Regions from separate parts of the Mus musculus genome. Here regions 2, 3, 4 and 5 are each linked to region 1. The links are chromatin contacts, called in public ChIA-PET, HiChIP or PLAC-seq and promoter capture Hi-C maps. All regions are on one chromosome and are shown on one strand. The core of a region is the stretch at or near the end of the contact, and the rest is flanking DNA. Distances in the headings are between cores, read along the strand shown.

Evidence for each region. Promoter capture Hi-C pulls out the DNA fragments that hold promoters and counts their contacts. ChIA-PET counts read pairs in DNA pulled down with a chosen protein or histone mark. HiChIP or PLAC-seq counts read pairs in DNA pulled down with a chosen protein or histone mark. Capture Hi-C pulls out chosen DNA fragments and counts their contacts.
Region 2: a contact with region 1 is called in an H3K4me3 HiChIP or PLAC-seq map of bone marrow-derived macrophages, with 9 times the contacts expected there. The contact joins the enhancer-like site here to the promoter of Zcchc9 in region 1. A contact is called at or near these places in 7 of 39 promoter capture datasets (the C10 cell line, cranial neural crest, hippocampal neurons and 3 more), 1 of 484 Hi-C or Micro-C datasets (palatal mesenchyme), 9 of 115 datasets of contacts at active chromatin or transcription factors (the SCID.adh cell line, astrocytes, bone marrow-derived macrophages and 5 more) and 2 of 9 other capture datasets (liver and macrophages).
Region 3: a contact with region 1 is called in a promoter capture Hi-C map of embryonic stem cells, with 2.7 times the contacts expected there. The contact joins the promoter of Zfyve16 here to the promoter of Zcchc9 in region 1. A contact is called at or near these places in 3 of 39 promoter capture datasets (embryonic stem cells, hippocampal neurons and stem cell-derived epiblast-like cells), 4 of 484 Hi-C or Micro-C datasets (B cells, CD8 T cells and forebrain), 11 of 115 datasets of contacts at active chromatin or transcription factors (astrocytes, bone marrow-derived macrophages, effector CD8 T cells and 7 more) and 2 of 9 other capture datasets (adipose tissue and liver).
Region 4: a contact with region 1 is called in an RNA polymerase II ChIA-PET map of memory CD8 T cells, with 29 read pairs. The contact joins the enhancer-like site here to the promoter of Zcchc9 in region 1. A contact is called at or near these places in 6 of 115 datasets of contacts at active chromatin or transcription factors (DN3 thymocytes, double positive thymocytes, effector CD8 T cells and 3 more) and 2 of 9 other capture datasets (adipose tissue and liver).
Region 5: a promoter capture Hi-C map of liver shows a contact between it and region 1, with 4 times the contacts expected there. The contact joins the promoter of Atg10 here to the promoter of Zcchc9 in region 1. A contact is called at or near these places in 2 of 39 promoter capture datasets (hippocampal neurons and pre-B cells), 16 of 484 Hi-C or Micro-C datasets (B cells, CD4 T cells, CD8 T cells and 8 more), 8 of 115 datasets of contacts at active chromatin or transcription factors (bone marrow-derived macrophages, cardiomyocytes, double positive thymocytes and 5 more) and 2 of 9 other capture datasets (adipose tissue and liver).

What each region holds. Positions count from the first base shown.
Region 1 is chr13:91,806,396-91,808,993 of GRCm38.p6, reverse strand. Zcchc9 (zinc finger, CCHC domain containing 9) reads left to right here and starts at 1,298. Exons shown (of 6, transcript NM_145453.2): 1 at 1,298-1,384.
Region 2 is chr13:90,980,646-90,983,243 of GRCm38.p6, reverse strand. All of the region lies in intron 5 of Atg10 (autophagy related 10), which reads left to right. Among named protein-coding and RNA genes, the nearest start is that of Gm46434, 50 kb to the right of the region's middle. Within about 2 kb of position 1,288, at least 31 of the 459 cell types and tissues checked have an H3K27ac peak or open chromatin away from gene starts, as enhancers often do. A contact at or near this core is called in the SCID.adh cell line and bone marrow-derived macrophages, where this site is marked.
Region 3 is chr13:92,529,489-92,532,086 of GRCm38.p6, reverse strand. Zfyve16 (zinc finger, FYVE domain containing 16) reads left to right here and starts at 1,277. Exons shown (of 18, transcript NM_173392.4): 1 at 1,277-1,388.
Region 4 is chr13:91,093,111-91,095,708 of GRCm38.p6, reverse strand. All of the region lies in intron 3 of Atg10 (autophagy related 10), which reads left to right. Among named protein-coding and RNA genes, the nearest start is that of Atg10, 130 kb to the left of the region's middle. Within about 2 kb of position 1,303, at least 129 of the 459 cell types and tissues checked have an H3K27ac peak or open chromatin away from gene starts, as enhancers often do. A contact at or near this core is called in DN3 thymocytes, adipose tissue, double positive thymocytes and 3 more, where this site is marked.
Region 5 is chr13:91,222,665-91,225,262 of GRCm38.p6, reverse strand. It overlaps Atg10 (autophagy related 10), which reads left to right and starts at 1,276. Exons shown (of 8, transcript NM_025770.3): 1 at 1,276-1,324.

The sequences.
Region 1 (2,598 bases), core at 49-2,548:
TTATGTGAGAGGCAATCAGGATACAGTAAAACTTATTATACAATCCTCTGTGAAAAGAATCAAAAAGCATGGCCTGGGAGAGGATGTTTCAGAGGCTTAGATAAGAATAAAATCTTGGAAGACTTGAAACAGAACATAATTAAAGAAACCAGAGTATTATGTAAGCAGAACAGCGTATGTAAATCCTGGTGCTAAACAAAAAGAAGATGGGAGAAGGCCCCTTCGTACAGAGCTTAAATAGGACAGAGATTGTAACAAATGCTCTTCCAGAGTTTGAATATCATCTCAACATTGAGAAAAGATGGAAGGGGTTTAGTCTGGAAGACACCAATTGGATCTGGCGCTCTGACTTATATTTTCAAAAGTTCACTTGTGTAAAACATCTGGGCAAAAACGTCTGCCCAGATGAGCTGCAAAAATTCGGGCCAACACAGTGAAAGCTGAGACAAGGAACGAACGGGACAGTCAGTAGAGACAAAAGGCGAGAAGAGGCAGTGGATCAAATATTTAAGAGGCAAAATAAACAGAGCCTGATGGAGGACTAAATGTGTACGTCCATGCCGTTTCTCACTGAACAAACCTGGGGGAGGCTTCCCGAGCGAGGGAGGGCGGGGGAGCACTAATAGGACGGAGGACTAGAATTTTATTGAAAAATGAACTCCGGCCACCAACTGTGAATTAACGCCAGGCAGGGCAATCATGAAGTACCACTCAGAAGCAATAGGTGCTCCGAAGGTCTCTTCAGACTTGCATCTCAGCGACTCTCTTGGTGCGCTGACACTGCGGAGCCTCGGCTCTCTCTCTCTCTCTTTCTCTCTCTCTCTCTCTCTTTCTCTCTCTCTCTCTCTCTCTCTCTCTCTCTCTCTCTCTCTCTCTCTCTCTCTCTCTCTCTCTCCCTCTCTCTCTCTCCCTCTCTCTCTCCCCCCCCTCTCTCTGTCTGTCTCTGTCTGTCTCTGTCTCTGTCTATCTCTCTCTCTCTCTCTCTCTCTCTCTCTCTCTCTCTCTCACTATTTCGCTACTATTTCAAATTCATTGAAATATATTGTCCAATTCAAAGGACCGTGTAAGGAAGACCTTCCTCCCAAGAGTCCTTCCGTCATCTAGACTGCACATTCTGGGACCGCACAGACTGGGCGCTCATTATCTTTGTGTCCGGGGACTCCAGTGCAGCGCCCTTACAAACAAACACTACACGACCCACAAACTGGCACAAGCCAGCCACCTTCCCCAGTTTAAGACCCACAAACACCTCACGCTTCCCTTGCTTGGCCTGCCGGAAGTGACGCGTGGAGACGGTGCACTTCCGGTCTCTATGGCCGCGATCTCATCCGGGGCCGGGCTTCTCTGGTTCGTTGTCTCAGCTGCTCTGGAGGATTCAGACCCGGTAAGGAGCTACGCGGGTACCACCGGTTAAGGCGTGGGCGCCTCTGTGCTACCTTGGCCGACTGGGGCCGGACTCCTGCGGGAGATCGCGAGGGCAGAGCCCGGGAGCTAGCTTGTCGGATCGCCGGCTCCGTTGCTGGGAGCGGGCCCCGCAGGCCTGCTAGGGTGCCCGCGGGTCGCAGTGCTGGGGCGGGCATGGAGAAGCGATGCCGCGCGTGCGGGGGCACCAGGGCTGTCCGGCTGTCCCGTGTCACCCTCCAGACACCCAGAGTCTCACATTCCGGGTGTGCGGGAGGAGGATCCGCCCTCTTGGTGACGGGGGACCGGTGCACTGTAAAGTGGCATACAGCGTCACTCACCGGCCCTGAAAGCATGTTGCAGACTCCTGGTGCCAAGGCTTTAAGTTGCCTGGCACACTGGATGCTGCCCTGAAAGTGGCAACTCGGTAGTTGAAATAATCCTTTGATTGTGTCTGGTGTATTCATTCATTAAAGAAGAAAAAGAAACTGTTCTCAGAATTGCTAGGTAGTATGCAAAGTAAAATACTCAATTTTATGTTGGAGCCAAATAATTCGTCTTAAAATACACTCCTTTTAAAACTGCTTACATCTGCATTCTAAATGAAAATCTCTAATTATGCATTTATTAAAGGTAAACAAACAAGATTTCTTAATGTGAAGTTTATTTTACAATTTGGATCACTAAAATGGGTTCATTGAAAATGACTTAAAGCCGGGCGTGGTGACGCATGCCTTTAATCCCAGCACTCTGGGAGGCAGAGGCAGACGGATTTCTGAGTTCGAGGCCAGCCTGGTCTACAAAGTGAGTTCCAGGACAGCCAGGGCTACGCAGAGAAACCCAGTCTCGAAAAACCGAAAAAAAAAAAAAAAAAGAAAATGACTTAAAACCATTAGACTGCAAATGGCAGTCACCCTCATTAAATAAGAGAAGACTGCCATGTGACTACAGACACTTTATAGACTGCCTTTATACATCTACAGGGGAAAGACAGACGAAAGGACAAGACTTGTGTATGTTTACTAATGTGCTTTGCAAGTAGTTGCATTGAAATGGCAAACTAAGCAAGCAGATTGGGAGAAGGCAGACTGGTTTAAAGGTAGGAAAAGAAATGGCCAGGACGACGGCAGGGTTTAAGAGGACCATTTACAGTATTTACATATGATTTCTAACTTAAAAATCATTTGCTGGCAAAAT
Region 2 (2,598 bases), core at 39-2,538, 830 kb after region 1:
ACCACCATGCACAACTTATATTAACATTACCCAAAAAAATCCAATTACTCTACCAAAACTCTCAAGCTTTCTTGAGCATATTGCTAGAAATTGAACTAAATGGCTGGTATCTCCATGTCTGACAATAATATTTGTATTATCTGTGTTATTCATCTTGTCTTTTTTTATAGTTACTTTTTATTTAGTATCAGATATCAAGAATATAACATTTCGCATGGATAATAGAAATCTTTTTTAAAAATGTTATTTCTATCCAGAGAAGATTTTTTTTTTCTCCTTTGGGTATGCAGCTCATTTAAGGGCCCTAGGGATTCTACTCACAAAGTTCCAACCTGTGTTTTGAAGCTTGGTTTTGTTTACTGTAAGAATTGCTTTGTTTCCTGTACCCTAACATCTAGAGGATAAGTCTTCCAGATCATACCCCAAAACCCTTTGTGCTTCCAGGGCCTTGCTACCCTGATGCACCCTACAGAACCAGCAGTCACCCAGATGTCAAGCCCCTGTCTCTAGGCTTCCTTCTTCTTCTGACTCTTTAACCTACAAATCATCATTTTCTAACTGTGGTGTCTGTCAGCAGATATAGAATCTGTTTCTATCTTTCTAAGAGGAAACCTGGCTAGATATGAAACTCCTTTGAGCTTGGGAAGGAGACTGGAGTGGGGGATATAACAGCATCTACACAGCCTCCACTTAGCTTCTACATGCCTAGGCAGTCTCCCTTTAATCAGGACAAGGGGAAAATATGTATGCTGAGGAGAGTCTGTAGAAGCCAGAATGTTTGGATTCAAGAAGGATTAATCAATCCTTTGTCTGTCTGTCTGTCTGTCTGTCTGTCTTCCTTTCTCTCTCTCTCTCTCTCTCTCTCTCTCTCTCTCTCTCTTTCTTTCTTTCTTTCTTTCTTTGCTTTGGATAGGGTAAGTCAAACTTGGTGATATCTAAGTGCTATGTAATTTGAAATTCTAGGATTCTATTAAATGAAGCTGGGCTTCATTTAGGTTAATTTAGAAGTTTAATTAGAACTTAAAGTTTCTCCTGTAGTGATAAGGAGGCTTATCATCATAAAGAAAACTTCTGGGTTTTAATTTCAGCACAATAGCTCCCACTTGTAAAACACTGAACCAACTTCCATCCATAGTGTGCAATGGAATTGAAAATCTTATGTCCAGAACAAACTACTTGCAATATTATCTGCTAAGAATTCGCTTTTCTGTGAATCACTATGCAGTCATACAATGAAGCAGCTTTATCTCTGCCCTATCCTGTATTGTGGTTTTTATTATTTCTTACATATGCTTTGCAGGCTCTGGATCTTTTCCTCTTCATGATATTAGTAACTTCCCTTGTCCAGCCTTATGTTCCTGTATTCTTACACATTGTTTTTCTGTCTTCTCTTTCCCTTAACCCCATTTCCCACTTCTCTCCTCCAAGCTATAATTTCCACTGTGCTCTGTAGACCTTGTTCTCCATAGCATGGCAAGAGGAGGTGGTGTCTCTGGGTTCCCTTCTGCATTCTCCTTTATTGAATATTTGTCCAGCCATTGGCTTCCATTGAACCCCAGTTCTCTCTTTCTCGAGGGGATCTGTTTCTCCTGTAGCCTTCACTTTCCTCCTCATCTCAAACTGAGAAGTCAAGATCATGACTCCTTTACCATTTAAAACTCACCAGCTCCTTGCAGCCCTGGGTAATCCACCCCCGATTGTGTTAACCAAGTACTCCAGTACTCAGATACTGTCTGTTCTCACCCCAGGGACAAAACCACAGCATTGAGGCTTTCGTCAGTGTGATGACCACAAAGCCCAAAGGTACACCAAGCTCCTGACTCTTACTATTCACTCCCCTATTGAATTCACTTTGCTGACTCTGTGGGAGATAGTTGGCGTCTTCTTGTTTCATGACTCAGGCCCATCTCTCCTCAGTCATATCTCAGAGTAAGAACAGATATCATATGAAGAGAGACAGTTCATCTCTTTGTGACACCAATTCTGGAACTGACATTATCTGTCATTGCTTCTGTTGCAAAAGGAAAAGAGGACCTACCACTTTCCGATACTGACAACCTGTTCTTTTTCTCTGAATTGTAAACACTATTAGGATGTGAGTCTTTATTGTGACAGCATCTCTCTCTGACGTAGGATCTTCCATTATTTATCTCCTGTGTTGAGAGACTTCCCTTTTAGAGGTTATGAGCATACACAGTTCATAGAGATAAGTAGCCTAAATACTTGAAAAGATACTTCAGCTAATTTATAAAACTGTACAAAATAAAACTGCACTGAAATGCCATTTTTATCTTACTATACTGGCAAAAAGGTAAAAGTCTGAAACATGTGATATATGAGAAAGAAACACCATGTTTAATGAAGGCTGCCTTCCTCCAGTGCTAGAGTATTGAACCTGGGGCCCTTGGTCATGCTGGGTAAGTGTTCTATCCTGAGCTGTAACCCTCATCATGGAGGGGTCAGTTTCATATTGCACTGCTTGGGTGGGGGGCAGGGGAATTACAACTTTACTGAACATCAGGTTGATAGTATGTAGCAAAATTGTCAAGTCTATGATAGCCATGGACCTCAGTCCCTGATCTTAAGTTCATCCTATAT
Region 3 (2,598 bases), core at 28-2,527, 720 kb before region 1:
CTTTATATGTGAATTTGTGTTAACTTATATCCACACCAGGATATGAGAGTATCCACACTATTCTCACCAATGAATTCATCTATAAATTAAGCAAATTGGTAAAACAGATTTATGGAGAATACACTGTTTCTGCTATATTAAGTTTGAACATCAATAAAATGTGGTAGACATGCTATTTTGTGAACTGATTTGCATATACTTTAAAATGTTGTTTTGTTCATTTAAAATAACTCTTATTTGTCCTTACATTGTACTATATACTTTTGCCCCTAATTTGTATGCACAAGCCACTGCTTCTGAATTGAGGTTCCAAAAAGACGACGGCCCCATTTTATCTGTGACAGTGTCCAACGTATAAAAGTGAAAATACACACTGTACTTTGTAGAATTATTCTTATATTTTTGGTTGTGAGACTAGCCTTTAACGGCTGAGCCATCTCTCCAGCCCTTGTGGAATTATTCTTAAGATTAATTAGCTAATGTAAGCGAAGCATCTCTTTTGCATTGTCTGTCAAAGAACAGGCCAGTCACCTTACACAACCAAAAGTTTTGCTCTTGGCAAAAATCAGAGTTTAGAAGGGGAACCAGAAGTAGAGATGCAGAATCTCTGAAAGATAAACTACAGTTGCCAATTACTGAATTGAGGACCTGAGCTCTGACTGTGAAGTCTCTTGAGTACAAATCACAGCAGCGATAACGCTTGTAATCTCTCGAAAGCCTAGGCGAGCCAGCAGTCCCCAAGCTGGTCCGGATACTAATTTTCTCTTCGCTCTCTTTGAATTTTAGAAAACTCGTGGTGAAAATGCGAAGGCCGAAGCAGAGAGCGCGCGCGAGGCATCGGGCATCTCCTTCCGAGAGGGTAGCTGGCTTCTGGTTTTAGACAGCAGCCGCTCTGGAGGCTACAGAGGGTTGGAAATGCAGAAGTACAGCCAGAAGTGCAGGGCGGCGTCGGCCAATCCGCTCACCCAAGGACCGGCATTTAGGAGCTGCCCGGAGGTGAGATACAGTGTCGGCCGCTGGATTTGGCTGGTGCAAACCGGAGTGCCGGGTCAGCTGAGCTGTGGCACTAGTCACCTCCTGAGGCCAGCAGAAGAGCGTCCTTGGAACAGCGTCCGAGCGCAGGATCCCAACGGAGTCGCCTGGCCACTTCCGGCGCGCCCGCGTGGACTGGCTCGGACCCGAGCAGCGCGCATGCGCATAGATCAAGCCTCCCGGAGGGGGCGTGGCAGCGGGAAGCATTCTCTGCGCCTGCGCCCTTCTCTGCTAGGTCGGCTGGGGACGAGCTCTAGGCTGGCGTCGCGCTGTCCTGGGTGTCGTGGCCGGGTTACTCTTCACGCCTCACTGCGGCGTCGCGTCGAGTCCCCGAGAGCTCGGCGGGGTGTGGGGAGGTAAGAGCCTCGGAGCCGCCACCGGCCTCTCCTCAGCGTACTGCGGGCGGAGGGGCGGGGCGGCCTCGGACTCGCTAGGCTGCGACGGCCCGGCCTCGCCTTCCTCCGGGACCCGCCTGCCACCCTGGGCTCTGTGCGGCCGAGATACCCGACCCCATCGCGGGCTGGGCTGGGCCGGGTCGGGCCGCACTGGATCCCGCGAGTCCCCGCGGCGCCTGTTGTCGCCGCCTCCTCCGTTTCACTGATGCCTCAGTGTTCGCTCGCTGTCTTTGGTGCCTCTGAAGAGATGACCTTAACTTTTAACAGTTAACCTGTTTGTGCGACCGTGATTGCAATTTGTTACATTCCAGACTCATGTTCTTGGTTAGCCATGTCAGAAAACCAGCCCGTAAATTTAAATATTAACTTCATCTTTTAATTCAAAGAATAAGTTGGTGATGTCATCCGGTTCCGTCACTTACTCGGCTGAGTTTGGCATTTCTCGAGTTGGCAAAAGTTTAGTGGTTTGATCGTGTCTGTCCGATTTTTCACATAACTTCTTTTTTCCCCCTTCTCTTTGATATTAAACTACACATTTAGTGGCAAGCTATTTAAAAATTAGAGGAGGGAATTAGGAATGAGCTAGTCACCATTCCACCGTGCAAAAGTAACCAGCCGCTTACCATTTTGACATTTTTCTTTGTCCTTTTTTTTTTTTTTTTTTTTTTTTTTTGGCCCCTGTTGCATTTTAAACTTAAAATGATAAGAGTGTTGCTCACCTTTCCCATGTTTTTAAAAGCTGTACACATATACCCATTACATTTTTTTACTATACACATAATAATATGAGCAAAAACAATCTTTTGAAGTAGCTACCTTACAAATAAAACTAATTTTTTTGTCCCCAGTCATAATGCCAATTACACATAGTATCCTATATGGTTGAAGATAATGACAATTGAAAAATATTCAAGAAAATGTAATTGTTAATGCAGAATATTTACCATTTTGAAAATTAAAACTCTGGAAATTCTTTTTTTTCTTCACATATTCACTTAAAAATAGTCATACAATGAAGCAAATACTTTATTATATTAAAAAATCTTGGTTGTTTTTAAATTCTAATTCTAATGTACATTGAACATTTTCTTCATGATCATATTACTGTCTTTCACAATTTTATACCCCTTACAGTCTAGTGTCCAACTGCCTTCTAATATATTTTTATTAT
Region 4 (2,598 bases), core at 54-2,553, 710 kb after region 1:
ATTTATGTTGCATCAGTCTGGAAAGAACTAGCTGCTATAACAAATACCCAATAAAGTCAGTGTTTGACACCACCATGCATTTGCATGTGATGACATCATCAGAGGTGGAGCCTCAATGGATTTTCCACAGAATTTCACTGGTAGTTTGCTCTATAATAATTACTGACTACTTGGACAACTGAATTACCATAAGGAATGAGCAAGGTGTAGCTGTTTTTTAATACTATATTTCCATTTTATAACAAACCACATCTTAAGTTTTTATGCTCATTCATCGTTTATATGATGGTAAATTAAAATAAATCATGTTTTGAATAATTTTCTTGCACACTTCAAGATGTCTTTTTGGATATTGTCTAAGCCTGCTAACTTGTAGCTCCAGAACCTTGTTGCCTCATTAATAAAGCACCGAATAACTTAAAGTGAAATGACTCATTGTATAGCAAAGAATCGCTGTTAGATCTTCTGAGCTGTACGTTTTTTCTATAGTCATGTATGTAACTGTAGATTTCGGTGAGGATGCCCTCTGAACACTAGAGGACATATTTGTGAGCTGAAAGTCCACATTTAAATCTCAGGATTGGACAGTCTTGCTCAAAAGATACAAGCTCAGCAGTTTCAAGGCTGGATGACAGCGAGTCTGGAAATTAATAACCTTCTGTACTCTACTCTGACCTGCGTCTGCCATCTACTCTGTGCCTGGCTGCTGTGGTCCCATGGCACCTCACCTGAGGGAGAAGCACCCACTCATTAGCCAGTCTCTCTGCTCTGGGCATCTACAGAGGTAAATGTCAAGAATTTTAGTATAGGAATGACAGCAGCACCCATTATACCCTATACCCTTGTTCTTGTTCACTCAAAAGCGCTTAAAGAAAACCAGTTTTCCCCATACGCAGAAGGGTTAAAAGGGCTGCTGTACTCTTGCACATCCCCTCGCCACACAAGCAAAGAGTGGGGTAAACAGTTACGGAAACGGAGCCAAATGTACACGTTGTTTTTCCTATCTGGCTTTTTCTGACTAGCCTGGTGCTTTTAATATTGCTGCACTTCATCTTCATGGATAGTGTGCACAAAGCCTTAATTTCCAGCACAGAAGGATAATGGCTCAGTGATCATTGGCTTTCTCTAAAACACAACCGAACATAAGCCAGGAGGCTGAGAAAGGGAGCTGTTCTTTAAAATGGCCTTGAAATGGTGTATGCAGTCAGGTGGCTGTGACGCTTGTTCACCACAGTGTGGGGTCTTTTTCCACGGCACACCTCAGGGACTTAAAGTGTACCTCACCCGGTTGGCCGGGGAATTGTAGGCAGCTGTATACTCACTCACACAGTGTTGGAGACAGCCGCAGCAGCACCGTGTCAGTAACAGAGGATGTTCCCTCCTGCCCACTTCTTAGCTACAGAAACCCACTGGCCTGTGGTGTTTTGTTGTTTCAGCTACAAGGGTGAGATCTCCTTTAGCCTGCTAGGCAAGGGAGGTTTTAGAATAGAGGTAAAAACTTATCAAACAGCTGTTTGTTTTAAAATAGGACATTGATCTTTAACAGTGGTGTCTGTACTGATCTTAGGTTAATCTTATTATGTTATCTTTTAAAAAGTCATCATAACTAACATCATAGTTTGTGTGTGTGTGTGTGTGTGTGTGTGTGTGTACAGAATAGCTGCAGGTGTGAACAATCACTCCCTGGCCCCTAGCTTGTTTTATTTAATTTTTTTTTCTGTGATCAAGCAGAGAACCATTTTAAACAACTGAAATGGAGGACATAAGGAAGTAACAAAGAACAGTCTGAGAGTTAGTGCTGTGCTAAGTGGGGGACCCTTCTCCAACTTCGTGTGATGGCATGCTGTATAGAAAAGGCTCTTTCAGCAAGTGTTTAGGAAAATATGTTCCAAAAGATCTGCATAACATTAGTGTAACCAAGTGTTCCTCTCTGTGGCTTCCTGTTTTGGAATTAAATGCCTTCAGGGTACTCAGAATAACTCTGTTTAGAAACACAAGAAGAGTTTAACCCCTTATGTTCCTGATCAGACTTTTAAAACATAAACATGAATTAGAAAGCAAAAGGACCTTATTCTGTTCTATAGCTCAAAAAATTCACTCTAAAATAAGAAGAGTTTTTACATAAAGTTGGTGGTTTAGTTAAAAAGCAAAAACATAAACAAAAATTATCATTAGAACAGTGAGGTCAGTTTTCTTTCTTTATAAACAGTTTTTAAAGACAATCCTTTTCCTATAAGTGGGTAATTTCCGCATGAGTTCACGGTGAGTTCCTAGCCTGGCTGTTCCCAGAAAGTGCAGGGTACAAGGAAGCTCAACCTGGGTGTCTTTCTTTGTGCTGTTTGAGTTCCCTGTTCTTGAATTGCTGCTGCAAGCCAGCAGAGGGAGCACCCAACAGTATTAGAGCTTAATAAAGCATCACATTTTCCTCCTTCCCCGTCATTAAAAACGATGTCTACAACCAATCATCCATTGATTATATATTTTCACTGTGTCGATTCAAGTGTAAATATGTTGCTTTTTAAAAGGGAGACGTAAAGGGACCTTATTTATGCAGTTCGCTTCTGTAAACCTTCATTAAATATGGAACTTTAAGACTGA
Region 5 (2,598 bases), core at 27-2,526, 580 kb after region 1:
GAATTCCTCTTGCCACCACCCCCTATTACTTCACTGAGTGCTGGGGTTATAAGCATGAGCTGCCATACCCTACAAATAACTTCTTATCCTTCAAAACAAACTAACACGTCAAATAGAAGCAGGTTAAGATGTTCCAAGCTTTAATCCTAACACTTAGATGTAGAAGTATTTACAGTTCCAGGCTAGCCTAGGCTACAGATTCCTTCTAATTAAAAAATAAATTAAATTAGGTGCTACCAATTAATTAATAGTTGCTCAAAAAAGTTAAAGTTCATTTTTACAAAACTGTTTTAAAACTATTTTGTGTGTGGCAAAATGTCACTTTTTTTGGTTTTTGTTTTGACAAACAAAATAGTGGTTTAATCATCAATAAAACCAACAATCAGAAACTACCATCCTTCTACCATCCTTCTAACTTCTAAGCCCCTTTTAAAGTTAGCCCCTTCCCCATCTTTTGCCAGTGGTCACTACAGATCTATGTTCTGTCCAATTATAAAACAAACTCAGAACACATACACACACACACTGTTAACCTTTTATTTCGAAACAATATGGACTTACAGGAAATTGCAAAACCATTACCTAGAGTCCCAGGAATTTATTAGCTACTTAACATGGTAATCTTACACTACTTGCTCAAGACCAAAATTTCCCTTTTCACATTTGAAGACAGCAGTTTCATTTTGCCTGTTTCTTTTCTAAGAAATACTGTACTGTTTAAAGGACCAGACATGCTTTTCCTGAGATATTCTATCGGTCCCCATAACCCCTAAGACTCCTACATCTTCTGGTATTTTCCTTGGCCCTACCATTGCCTCTTGGTTTCATTTTACTGATTGGTATTTTCTGATTTTTGTGCTGCAAATGATACAGTTACTAGCATTCGAATTCCTAACTTCTCGCCCCAGCCTTAAATGGGTGGCAGTGACCACCTCATTTAGCTGGTACTGCTCTCTAGGCTCTTGGGGATGCTCGCGGCCCTCATCCTGGCTCGCACTCTACTTGTCACGAGTCCCCTGTTTATAGCCAGGCGTCTAGAATGACTGCGTGTGGGGAAGGGAGTGCAGATACCCTGGCTCGGGGTTGCCCCTGCCTGGCCGAGAGCACCAAGCGGGTTAGGCTCCGGGAAAGTGAAGGCTGCTGGCGCCCGGGTTGCAGGAAGGTCTCGCCCGGACGTCACCGTGCAGCCCCACTGCGCATGCTCACCGCAGCGCGGGCAGAGCTCCTCCGCTGCCGTGTCGCTCCTGCGGTCCCGGCCCCGCCCCGTCCCTCCCCGCTCCGCCCCGTGCGCGCCGCCGGCTCCAGGTCAGGGCGAGCGAGCGGGGTGAGTACACCTAACCTCGGCGACCTAACCACGGCGGTACCTCCGCCGCTGCCTGCAGCCCTCGCCCGCCTCCTGGGACCTGAGAAGGGTGGAGGATCGGCCAGCCAGTAACAGGCCTGGGAGGTGGGCGCGGGCCGCCCAGGCGACCTTTCCACCTTGTGCTAGGAATGTGCTCACGTGACCTTGAAACAAAGGAAGTTAAGTGACTGGCAGGCTTTTCAGATTTGCAGCCAACACAACCTCCTCCCCCCATAATCTATAAAACCGGGAAGGTGGGGGAGGGGGGCGGAGATAAAGGACTAGTTAACTGATTTATAGAAGCCATACTTGCATCTATAGTGATAATTATGAAAATCTTGGTAGTAAAGCCCAGGGTTTCAGAATCAAAATGGAGCCCCATTTTCTGCAGTTACATGTTTTCGGCAAGATGTAAATTGTTTCCAACTGTAAGGAAAAAACAAAACAAAACAAAACAAACCAACCAGAACAGTCTTGGGTTTGTTTTTGAGAGAGATTTGTACTATGTAGCCCACGCTGGCCTGGAACTCTAAACAACCCTGCCTCTGTCACACAAGTGTTGGGATTCCTAGTGGGCACTCTCATGCCTGTTTTACCTATCTTGAGCCTCTTGCCTCAGCCTCTCCTCAGAGAAGCTGAGTTTATAGACCCCCATCTCAGGTTACAGGGGCCATCAGCTTCCCTCCAGTGCTTGTGTTCATGTTTTAAGTTCTCTTTGACAATTGGCTTCCTCTTTCTAAGTGCAATAGTTCTTTTCCAAAGGCTTACTTTGGGTCATTATAATGTGACAGTGGCCCCCACTGTGGTGATGAAAGTGAACATTTATGATGGTTAGGGTTGGAGAACACAGACCCTGTGCAGGACTCAAGTCTATTTTAGGATTCCAGGTACCATTGCTCCTCATTGCTTCCAAAGTGTCCGATATTGACAGGAAAAAATGACACAGAATGAAAAACTTAGCAGAAAAAAAAAAATTCAGAGCAACAAGGGAGTTAAAAGTCTCACAGAGCAGTTTTAAAGACGTCATGCCTGAGCTTGATGGCCTATCCCTCTCACCCAAGTGTGGGGCAATGGGCTATACACACCCCAGCCTGGCATAGCTAGAGGCAGAGCTACCTCCATTTTGAGGCTAGCCTGCACTATGCATGGCTAGATCCTGTCTCAATGAGCAAAAAAAAAAAAAAAAAAAACCCAGAAAGTTGTTATTTATATTTTAATGGAAGAAACTAGAGTAAATAGTTCTAAGCTGGATTCAT